Regions from separate parts of the Drosophila melanogaster genome. Here region 1 is linked to region 2. A link is a contact called in public Hi-C data. All regions are on one chromosome and are shown on one strand. Each heading gives the region's core, a stretch centred on a gene start, on an enhancer-like site or on the middle of the called end of the contact. The rest is flanking DNA. Distances are from core to core; before and after follow the strand shown. Region 1 holds the start of CG10011. Region 2 holds the start of mIF2 (mitochondrial translation initiation factor 2).

Evidence for each region. Hi-C and Micro-C count contacts between places; a contact is called where the count stands out from the background.
Region 1: a contact with region 2 is called in a Hi-C map of the Kc167 cell line, with 2.5 times the contacts expected there. The contact joins the promoter of CG10011 here to the promoter of mIF2 in region 2. A contact is called at or near these places in 13 of 107 Hi-C or Micro-C datasets (the Clone 8 cell line, the Kc167 cell line, the OSC cell line and 7 more) and 3 of 6 datasets of contacts at active chromatin or transcription factors (the Kc167 cell line and the S2 cell line).

What each region holds. Positions count from the first base shown.
Region 1 is chr3R:28,632,450-28,637,539 of dm6, forward strand. It overlaps CG10011, which reads right to left and starts at 2,650. Exons shown (of 6, transcript NM_143367.3): 1 at 1,927-2,650. It overlaps CG9988, which reads left to right and starts at 3,962. Exons shown (of 3, transcript NM_143368.3): 1 at 3,962-4,431; 2 at 4,492-4,786; 3 at 4,842-5,090. The coding sequence starts at 3,974.
Region 2 is chr3R:28,541,636-28,547,073 of dm6, forward strand. It overlaps mIF2 (mitochondrial translation initiation factor 2), which reads right to left and starts at 3,182. Exons shown (of 5, transcript NM_143364.3): 1 at 2,944-3,182; 2 at 2,721-2,841; 3 at 2,084-2,652; 4 at 1,610-2,029; 5 at 639-1,544. The coding sequence starts at 3,090. The coding sequence ends at 711.

The DNA.
Region 1 (5,090 bases), core at 1,400-3,899, 90 kb after region 2:
TGCTTGTGGTCCGCCAAAATTGGCAGTCAGCGGCGGTTTGGTGCGCTGTTTGGTCTGCTCGGCTTACTAGGCATCCAGTATTTATCAGACCATTCATTTCTTCTATGCGATTCCGACAATAACACGAAAATTCAGCCGAAAACTTTGCCAAAAGCTTGACAAAAGTGCAACGAACCGTGCGCCGGGCCGGGCGAGCCAAAAGGAAAAATGTGCTGGAAAAATCGGAGAGCGCGAGCAGAAAATTATGAAAAATACCCGCTGAAAATACAAGCATTTTCCCGGTCGCCGCAAATGCAAATTCATGAAAAGACCAAGGCAAAGCCGACTTTGCTCTTGAGCTTGAAAAAGGCGCAGACGGGAGCGACGGTTCCAAATGGAAATGGAAATGGGTATTCAAATGGCCATGGCGCTGGGAACTCTGGGAATGGTTATACTGCAGCTCGGGATCTCTGGAGTGGCGGTGTCAGACGGACTGCTGACGGTTCAGTTGAGTAGTGTGTCTGGGCCGGGTCTAACAATTACGTCAATGGCGCAAATGTCGAAAAATGTAACAAACAAAAAACCCGTTAAGCGCAGAATGCCATCGCAATTTACAGCAGACTCATCGTCGGAATCTTTGTCATGGCATTTGATACACTCCGAACCGAATGGGTCACTTAGCTGGAACGAACTCTAGGCATGAGCTTATGCAATATAATACTACCTGTTTCTAATTTGTTTGCTTTGGTACTTTCTATTCTCGCTCTTATTACAATCATCACGGTATAAAGCTATCCCTATGACTGTTGTATCTTTAGGATACTGTAATAATTGACATGGATGTATAACTCCGAACTGAAATAGGGTATTACGTTTACAGTTTATAGCCAGCACTTTCAGCTTGCCCCTCTTCCTGGTTTTCCCTTCTGATTCATTGCAGATTCTAGTGAAACTTTAGTGCAATTGTTTTTTGCGTTTTGTGTGTTGTTTGGCTGTTTGCTGATGATGGCGATGCCAGCCAGTGAGCCGGGCAGACGATGCGTCTGCTGACTGTTGCCTTTTGGCGCTTTGCCTCTGCTCTCTGATTAACTCATTCATACATTCTGGCTTTCCAGAGAAAAAGAGAAAAAAAAAACGAAGTAACTGTTTGTGCTGGGGGATTCGAGTGGGTGTGGCATTGTTGAAAGCCTCCCACTTCTGCGCCCAGCCCTTGATTATGATTATTTTCATTTCAAAAAGTTGGCGGCTCAGAAAAAACCGCAGCCCAAGCACAATTCTCTGTGTAGTTGGGCAAAATATTTAAAGTGCGCCGCGAGTTGGTGTAGTATTGCTAACCAAAACACACTCACACCCACAAAGAGGCACCAACCACTCACGCGATTTGTGTACCCTTTGCACAGTGGTACCTGTGTAACCCGAGCTGTTTTGAGATTAAATAAAAAATAATCTGACTTAACTAAGTTAAGAACTGAGAAAAAGTTTTCGAATATGCATTACCCAATTACAAATTTTAACAGAATTTTCTTTTCTAATGTTTTTTGAAAGCCAAATTGTTTTTCCAGATATATACTAATCTCAGGATGTATCTTCAGATGTAAAGGTGTAACTTTTGGATACGATCTAAGGTTTTAAGACGACTTTGTAAGGTTCCACTGTGGCTGGTGTGCGGTTTTTGTTGTTTCTGCTGTTACTTGGCTCGTTTAACTTTGAGCAGCTCTGAATTGCAGCAGCCGGCATGCCGGTTTTTTTTTTTCATTCTTTTTTTCCCTACTGCAACTTTAATTGGACATGGGTTGTTGCTGTTGTTGTCGCCGCTGCTGGCGTTGGCAAACGTGTTTTATTATTTTGGTTAAATTTGGCATTCGTTTCCTACGCGGCTTTCAGTTTGTTATCGTTAGGTGCAAAAGAGTTTTGGGTAACAAAATTCAAACAACTTGATTTACTCACCTCCTGGCTGGTGACCTATGACCTTAGGGAGCAGGCGGTGGTGATAGTGGTGGTGGTGGAAAGGACATCCCCTTTCGCACTGCTTGTTGTTGTCGCAAAATCGAAGCAAATTAAACGATAATTTGTTGTGAGCAAAGTAACACGCACACACACAAGCGCACACGCGAACGCACTACACACAGATACACCAAACACTACCGCTCTCTTTCTCTCCTCTCTCACTTTGTGTATTTTGTTTGTTCTGGCTTTGCTTTGGTTTTGCTTTTCCTCTGACTCTGCTTTTACTTGGCGATGCAAGCAGCGCGACGTTGCAACATCGTTCACATTTCACATTTCCCCCAGCTGAATGCACTTTTATCTCGCTTTTGTTCCACTTCCTCTCTTGTTTTGACTGCGGCAGATGCGGCTCCGCCTTCTGCTTCTTCTTCTGCCACTGCTTATCCTGTTTGTGCTCCCCCTCCCTCTTGGCCTATCGTCGCGTCTTCTTCACACAGCTATCCTGCGTGGGCAAGGATGTCTTGCTCTGCGTTTTCCCTTCCGTTTCGATTGCAGATCCTTTTCGGAGGAAAGTTTCGATCACGCACATTTAACTCGGTATTTTCACAGCGATTCCGTTCGCGTCCCACACTCGACGCGATTTATTTTTCTCAATTTTTTCGACGGCCCAGCCGCATTTTACCATTTCAAGAACCAATCGAATCGAAACGCGCAGGGTGTTTGCTGCAGTTATAACGAAAATCCCCCAAATGCGCAACTGAATGCCCTAAAAAATCCAGATATTCTCCCGAGCTCAAAATCGCGTTCGCAGAGTATTCACACTACTGCGAGCTATCGATAACCGTTTGCACTGGGCCACTAAGCAAGATGTCACACTTCTTTATTTAGGTTTAAAATGTGTTTCAATATTCTAATTAAATGCAAAGAAAAAGAATAAATATCCCGGGGTGCGATCATTTTATAAATAGTCTCCTGTGTAAGCAGTGCTCTATGGTTGGTGTCGAACTCCGCTAGGCGAAGGGCAACTCGGCTAAGGTGGTTTCATTCGCTGTTTGAAAAAGTTAAGCTAAGTTATTTTGAATCTTATAAATTATAAATTATCTTATCTTAAATTATCTTATAAACAACGACTTTTTTTTCGTATTTGGACATTAATGTTGACAAATTGTAGATTTGTATTAAATGTAGTTCGTAATATTCAGTTTTTTTGTATGTATCTACATTTAAACAGAATTTCCCCAATGTTTCCCGTTTTAGCAATGACACACTCCATATTTTATTTGACTAACCAGGTGTAGGGCTTAAATTCTAGCAGTGATTGTAAAAATTTGTACAGAAGCATATCGCTTAAATCACAGAGTTCTTTGAAAGCGTAGTAAAGATAGTGTAAAATATAAAATATATTCGCTTGTAGTTGACCGAATGTCGTATGGTGATGGTGTCGCCATCTAGGAGTTATTTTTTTTGTTTAAGATGTGGGGGCCCGAATCTTATCATAGATTCCCGTCAGCTTTATCTGCCGATCCACACTCGATCAGCTTGGTGTTACCGTCTGTTGTATGGCGTCACATCCAGGCGACATAGAAGTGCATAGGATGCACAGCAGCAGCCGCCGTCTTAGGAATAACGGAGTAATGATATACTAGATTCGTTGAAAACTAAGTAACACTACATAATCCGACTATATAATCTTTTATAATTTCTATCGGCTTGATAAAAAAAAACTTTTCATAATTTCCATCGGTTTGATAAAAAAAACTTCTTGCCACTCTAACACCAAAAACCTCCCATTTTTCTCATTATATGTAGTCTCCAATATCTATCGATATGCCAGAAAAATAATGAAATGTAGCGTTCTTACTTTCACTGGCAGCATTCACCAATTAATAAATTAACGTTTCCGTACCTTAAAAGTTGTTTTAAAAAATTGAAACATATTTAATTTCCTTAACGGTATAGCGATAAGAGAATATAACGGCTCTCTTAATGGCAAGACATTCCGGATGGTCTGAACAGTTTGTGTGTAGCTATCGTTGGCTGCTAAACAGTCATGATAACCCTATTAAAACCAATTCATAAATGGCTCTGCTTCTGCCTAATTGCAATAATCGTAATTCTCGGCATCAAAACCCAAAATGCAAATACTAAGCCCAGAGTTTCAGAAGTCACAGGATCGGATGACACAAATTCCGACATTCCTCCTGCTGAAGAAGATCGAAATGTACAGGATGTAGTCCGGCCCGCATATTTTGTGGAGTCCGCCAAGTGCAAGATCCCGTATGTTGATCCCTTCGCCTCAGATGCAATGGCCATTTTCCACCCCGAGCATTTTGAGACCTGCTCAAACGAAACCGCCCTGGTTACTCCGATCTATGACATCAGTCGGCAGCGATATGTACTCTTCATCAATGAGTCGTTAGCCTCCATTATTCTCAACTCCAATGGGGGGGAGTACAATTGCTATTATCAGGAGATAACGCGGGACCGTAAGCACGACAGTTATGATAAGTAATATCTTGCTTGATTTGTTGCTTAGAACCAACTCCCTATTAATTTCATACTTTTCAGGATGGAGCGAAAATACTTCTCTCAGAACTACGAGGTGCCGCTCCATGTTGAGGGCCTGATCTTGACCTGCCATCGTCTTGGCAACGAGTCGGATATTTTGCAGAGCGATGCGTATAACCTCATTCAATACAGGCCACCACCCAAAGGACTCTCGCTGAAACCGTCCAAGAGGAAGCCAAGTGTCCTTATGTTCGGCATAGACAGCCTTTCGCGGATCAATTTGCGTAGAACTATGCCGAAGGTCTATAAGTTCCTAACGAGGGACGGGTGGTTCGAGCAGCAAGGATACAATAAGGTGGGTAAAGAAAGCGGGATTTATAAACGAGGACTAAATATTTTATCATGTGCAGATAGGCGACAACACCTTCCCCAATCTGTTGGCCATTTTGACAGGCTACAATCCAGAGTCGGCCATTAAGAAGGTGTGCAACTGGCACGAGGATGGGTGCCTAGATAGGACCCCTTTTATATGGCACTACTTCCGGAATGCCAGCTATCTCACAGCCTATGCTGAGGATGAGGCAGGCATTAATACATTCAACTATTGGAAACCGGGTTTCCTGGAGCAGCCCACCGACTTCTACTTAAGGCCCTTGCAG
Region 2 (5,438 bases), core at 1,932-4,431:
TTCATATTTCCGCCAAAAATAGTTCGTGCTCGCTGATTTACAATTTTATGCCGAAAAACCGAATAATGTGTGTGCGGTTATAAAAGTCCTTGAGCATAATTATATAAGACTGATGTTACAGTTATTTTTACCCACCGCCTTATCAGCACTCGGCCAGGGAAAGTCGCCTCCAGTTAGCTAATAAGTCGCAGAAATAAATTATCCACATTTCAAGGCGAACCAGCGACTGGCGATACAGGGAACGCGCTTGATATTATAGAAATTCGCAAATATATATGCTGAGAGGCGCGGACTTGATATAAAAAGCATCCATTCATGAATATAGGACCAAGTTCTAATTGGCTCCGCGGCGGAAGCCTGCTATCTCCACCAGTCGATATGGGGCTACGGACACCGCCTTGGTTTGGGTGAACTCCAATTAGCATGGCGATGACCCATTTAGTACAGCTTCCGTCTATGGGACAGGGGCGCTTCTCCCGCTGTCGCTCTCGATGCTAGAACGTCTCCCTTATCATCGGTCAGTTCCGCTGCCACTCTATATCGGTATCCTAAACGCCTAAGTATGTGGGTGAAGGGTGGTAGCAACGGCCACAGCGGCAGCAGTGGGATCAACAGGAAGTCGGATAGTGGATTGTTTTATATAAACAGTATATAATAGAGAACTATAGATTACAAGGCGATAACAAGGCAGATTTGGCAGCGCGTACAAACTAGAAACCTGGATCCCAGTCCGTTTGCTGGGCCTCCATTTTGGTGGTGTAGCACTGCAGTATATCGCCGGCCTGGGGCAGCACCTTGGTGTCTCTGAAGCGTAGTCCGCACTCCACGTCCTTCTTGATAGTATCCACTTCGTTCTTCAGATGTCGCATTGACTCCAGGGGGCCATCGTAGACAACCTCTCCATCACGCAAGAGGCGGAACTTTTGGGCCTTTTTCAGCACTCCCTTCGTGCAACGACAGCCCGCCACGGGAACTTCCTTGCGACCCTCATTGATGAGGAAGTTTTGCAGGACATTGGCCTCGCCCAGAACCTCCTCTACTTCCACTGGAGGCAACTTACTGCTGAGTTGCTCCTTCAGATCGTCGATTAGCCGGTAGATGATGTTGTAGCTTCGTATGTTCACTTCTTTGGCAGCCTTCAGCTGGGGAGTCTCCACTGCGAAGGCATAGATAATGGCATGGAAAGCCTTGGCCAGCTCGAGATCGCCCTCGGTCACATTTCCCACGCCATAGTGAACGATATCCAGGCGGCAGCTCTCGTTGCTGTTATAGGTCTCCAGCACATCAAGTATGGCCTCCACAGAGCCATGCACATCGCCCTTGATAATGACACTGACCCGAGGCTTGCCCTCGTTTTCATCCACCTGTTTGACCCGCTGGCCACCGCGCATCCGGAAGCGTCCGGCCAGTCGACGGGCTTCTCGCTCAGCTCTATACTTGGCCTGGTGCTCCTCCTCCTTCTTGCGGATTTCATCACTGCTCGACTCGATCTTTTCCTGCTGCGACTCGTGTTCGCGGTACTTCAGCACGGCGTGGGCTTTTTTCTAATCGCAAAGATGACACTTATTATTGTATTATGAATATAAATGAAATGCTGCACTAAATCTACCTCCGTTTCCACCTCGAGTATGAGATCACCAGCAAGAGGCAGCTCGCGCCAGCCCAGAATTTCCACTGGTGTGCCCGGTGGGGCTTCGCTCAAAGGCTGGCCATTGTGATCGAAGAGACCTCGCACCTTGGCGTGAGCTAAGCCACTTAGCAGCACAGAGCCTTTACGAAGAGTTCCGCGGGAGACGATGGCTGTCGATAGTTTGCCACGACGGGGATCAGTCTTTGATTCCACTACAATTCCCTCAACAAGACCAGTGGGATCTGCTTTAAGTCCCATTAGGGTGGCCTGTGTGCTAACAGCCTCGGCCAGAAGCTCGAGGTTGGTGCCCTTAAGGGCTGAGATCGGAATCACTTGTACATCACCACCGTGCTCCTCGAGAGCAAGCCCCATTTGCGCTAGCTCTCGTTTACTTTTTTCCTGAAATGAATGGGGTAATAGGCGTGCTTTTTAAAAACTTGTTTTCTAACTTACAATATTAGCCTCGGGCTTATCAATTTTGTTGAGCGCTACGATAATAGGAACTTGAGCTTCCTTCGCCAGTTGGATGACTTCACGTGTTTGCGCCATTACGCCATCTTCTGCGGCCACCACAAGGACAATAATGTCCGTGGCAACAGCTCCACGAGCTCGCATCGCGCTAAAGGCAGCATGTCCTGGTGTATCCAGGAAAGTGACACGTTCTCCGTTCTCCAAGGTGACGGTAAAGGCGCCTATATGCTGGGTAATCCCGCCAGCCTCGCCGGCAGCAACATCAGCACCTCGCAGGGAATCCAGGAGCGTGGTCTTGCCATGATCCACGTGACCCATTACTGTCACCACAGGCGGACGGGGCTGCAGGAGCTCTGGAGCAGCTGGCGGCCTGGGTGCCACATCGCGTTCCTTCTGCTCATCTGCGTTTGTTTCTTCAGGTGTGGCCACCACCCGTGTTTTGGCACCCAGTTTCTTGGCAATCTCCTGGATGATTTTGAGGTCTGCAAGCTTAAAAGCCGGTTCAATATTGTCAGCGCCCTTGACATATAGCATCGCCTCTTGAACATCATCTGGAAGATAAATGATGATCACAATTACTTTAATATATTAAGATATAACCAGTGAATAGAATGTTTACCCAGTGACCTTTCCAGTTCCTTGGCCAGTTGGGCCACGGTCATGTGCCTCCAGATGTCAGAGGCGCCTCCGCCCGCCGTTTGAAACTTCTTGGGGGAGTACTCTATAATTCTTGGGGATTTCTAAATCAATTAGTGAGTGTGCCCTCTGGGATCAAGGGGATTATTAAGAGATTCAAGTTTTCCGGCTTTGAGATTCACTGGCATAGTGGCTCTAAAACCTACCTTCTCTTCTGCTGTTTTCCGGCGTTTCAACCTGGCGGCGCTCACATGGAATTCTCTTTGAAACGCCAGTGGCAGTTGCCACTGTGTGACTGCTCTGCTGAAGTGGAGAGTATTACCAAGTCGACTTATATTAATGATCCGCAACATTTTTTATAGATGAAATTATATTCTTATAGTTTATGTTTTAGATGTCGCGTAACGCAGCAGCTGACTGATACCAGGGACGGAAATCAAATCAGCTGTTTTACAGCGCCGCTAACCATCGTGTTCGCCGCCTAGAGGGCGTGTTAAGATTAATATACAATTCAGGAAAATGAAAACAAAAATACAAAAAAAAAAAAAAATTGCTAACATAATATGTATAACACTACTTAAGAGAGATTTTAAGAAACACAGAAAAAATTAATTTAATTCAAAATTATACATGTCTTTCCTTTGAAAAAATACGTTAATAAAACACACTTAGGTCTTAAGTTTTAAAATTTTTAATATCTAATTTTAAAAATAATATGCTTCCAACCATCACCGTAATTTTCGCATTTCTACAGTTGCCACTTTAAATTTTACACATTCCGGGAGCTGTCATCCTAATACCATAAATGACCAGAGTTGCCATACTAACTATTAAACATTTGTGTTCGATTAGGGTCGATAATCACATACTTCTCAATAAGTCCGCAAGGTGGCGACGCATTAAAATGTCAAATGAAATGTAGAATGTATGTAAAAGGATTTTGATTTCCAAGTTTAAAGTTTTAACATTGCACCATTCATTAACTAGTCTAAAATTAAAGTATCTGTGTAACTTTTTAAAAAGTAAGTCATATTCTTAACCTAATATAGTACCAACCTATAAATAATACAAAGGCATAGTGAATATAATTAAGCAATGCTATGTTTTCCTTGTTCAAAATCTAAAAATCGTTATTTTAAATTACAGAGCCATAACTAAAAATGTTATTTTACCGCTTCTGCTGAAATGATTTATTTAAATCGTTGCAAATTCTTTAAATTGCCCTTCTAAGCGGCTGCGTGAGTGTCAATCACTGTCATTTGGGGCTGCAAACTCAAACTGGGCTCAAACTGGGAGGAATGGAATAGGAATGGTGATGGGGCTGGGGATAGGAATAGGGATTCTCGGCTCTCGAGGCTCGAGCCCTTCTCGTGACTGACGCTGAATGCCACTTAATTCGGTTTTGAAGCGAGTTGCATGTCAAAATGATTGCTCTTCTGCAAACAGCGCATCTGTGTTTGAATTATGATGGAGCGCGCAAATATTCCAGATGCAAATATTTGCGCAAAACTACACACACGCATGCATAGTGAGGGGCCAGCACACACACACACACGCACACATGCGGCACACAGATACGGGAGTGACTTGAAGAGCTGGCCAGGAGCTACAACAACAGATACACATGCAGGACGCAGGACTCTCAGTTCGGAACTTTGGACTACTAATGGCAAAGCGTGGCAGCGCCAAGCACTTTTGAAAATGTGTAACCGGCACTGACTGACTTTCGCCAGCTGAGAACTGAGAGCTGAGAACTAAGGACCGAGGACCAAGGACTAAGGACGAAGTGCGAAGGACTCAGGACTCGATCCAGGAATCGTTTGGCCGGAGCCAACATTTGTTGGTGGCGGTGGAGCTGCTGCTGTTGCAGACATCCGCTGCCGGAAATACGCTTACAAACGCAACCAGCACGTACAACGCTGCTACAGGGTGTCCTTTCGAGTCCTTCCTGGCAATGGTGCCATATCACCTTCCCACTGCCCCACCATCCCAACCCACCCTATGTTTACTTTGCAGCGCAAGAAGACGGCAGCGACGCAAAGAACTCAAACAAAATATAACTGTTGGAAGAAGCTGATGCAACCAGCGGAATGGAGCTGCAGGGCGCGGGGGCAGCGGGCACAGGAAAAGTTTACAATTTATCTAGTAAAATGTAATTAGGATCCTGGGTGCAGGCGACGAGGCACAGACCCCATCCTTCCCTTCGCTTCCAGGATTTAAGTGCGTGCAACTTTCCTGGCCCTGAGCTGCTCGGCTTAAAGTTCGAGCCATGGAGGATTTAAGTTAGGCAGTACTTGCAAAAAAACTAAAGGAAGACATAAAGTCAGGATTGAAATCATTGATTATGTATGTATATATTATATATGACCAAGGTCAAGAGATGCCTCATGTCTGAATTTAAAATTTAAAATTAAATTTTTAAGACTTGAGTAACTCCTAATTGTATTTTTTTAGTTGTCATTGGAATAGTACAGATTTCTCTCTTTATTAATACAGATAAGTTGCATAAAATATTTGCAAATTTGTAGCTTAATCTATTCGTTTAAGGATATCAATTTAGATTGCTGGACTTTCAGGTGCAGAAAGATAACCGGTAAGCAAACATAAGCTTGCTGTTGGACAAAAATAGTGAGCCACCTTTGGCCGGCTAATCCGTTTCGCATTAAAGCAGCTCCAACCGATGTGTTTGCCCTGGTCGCGT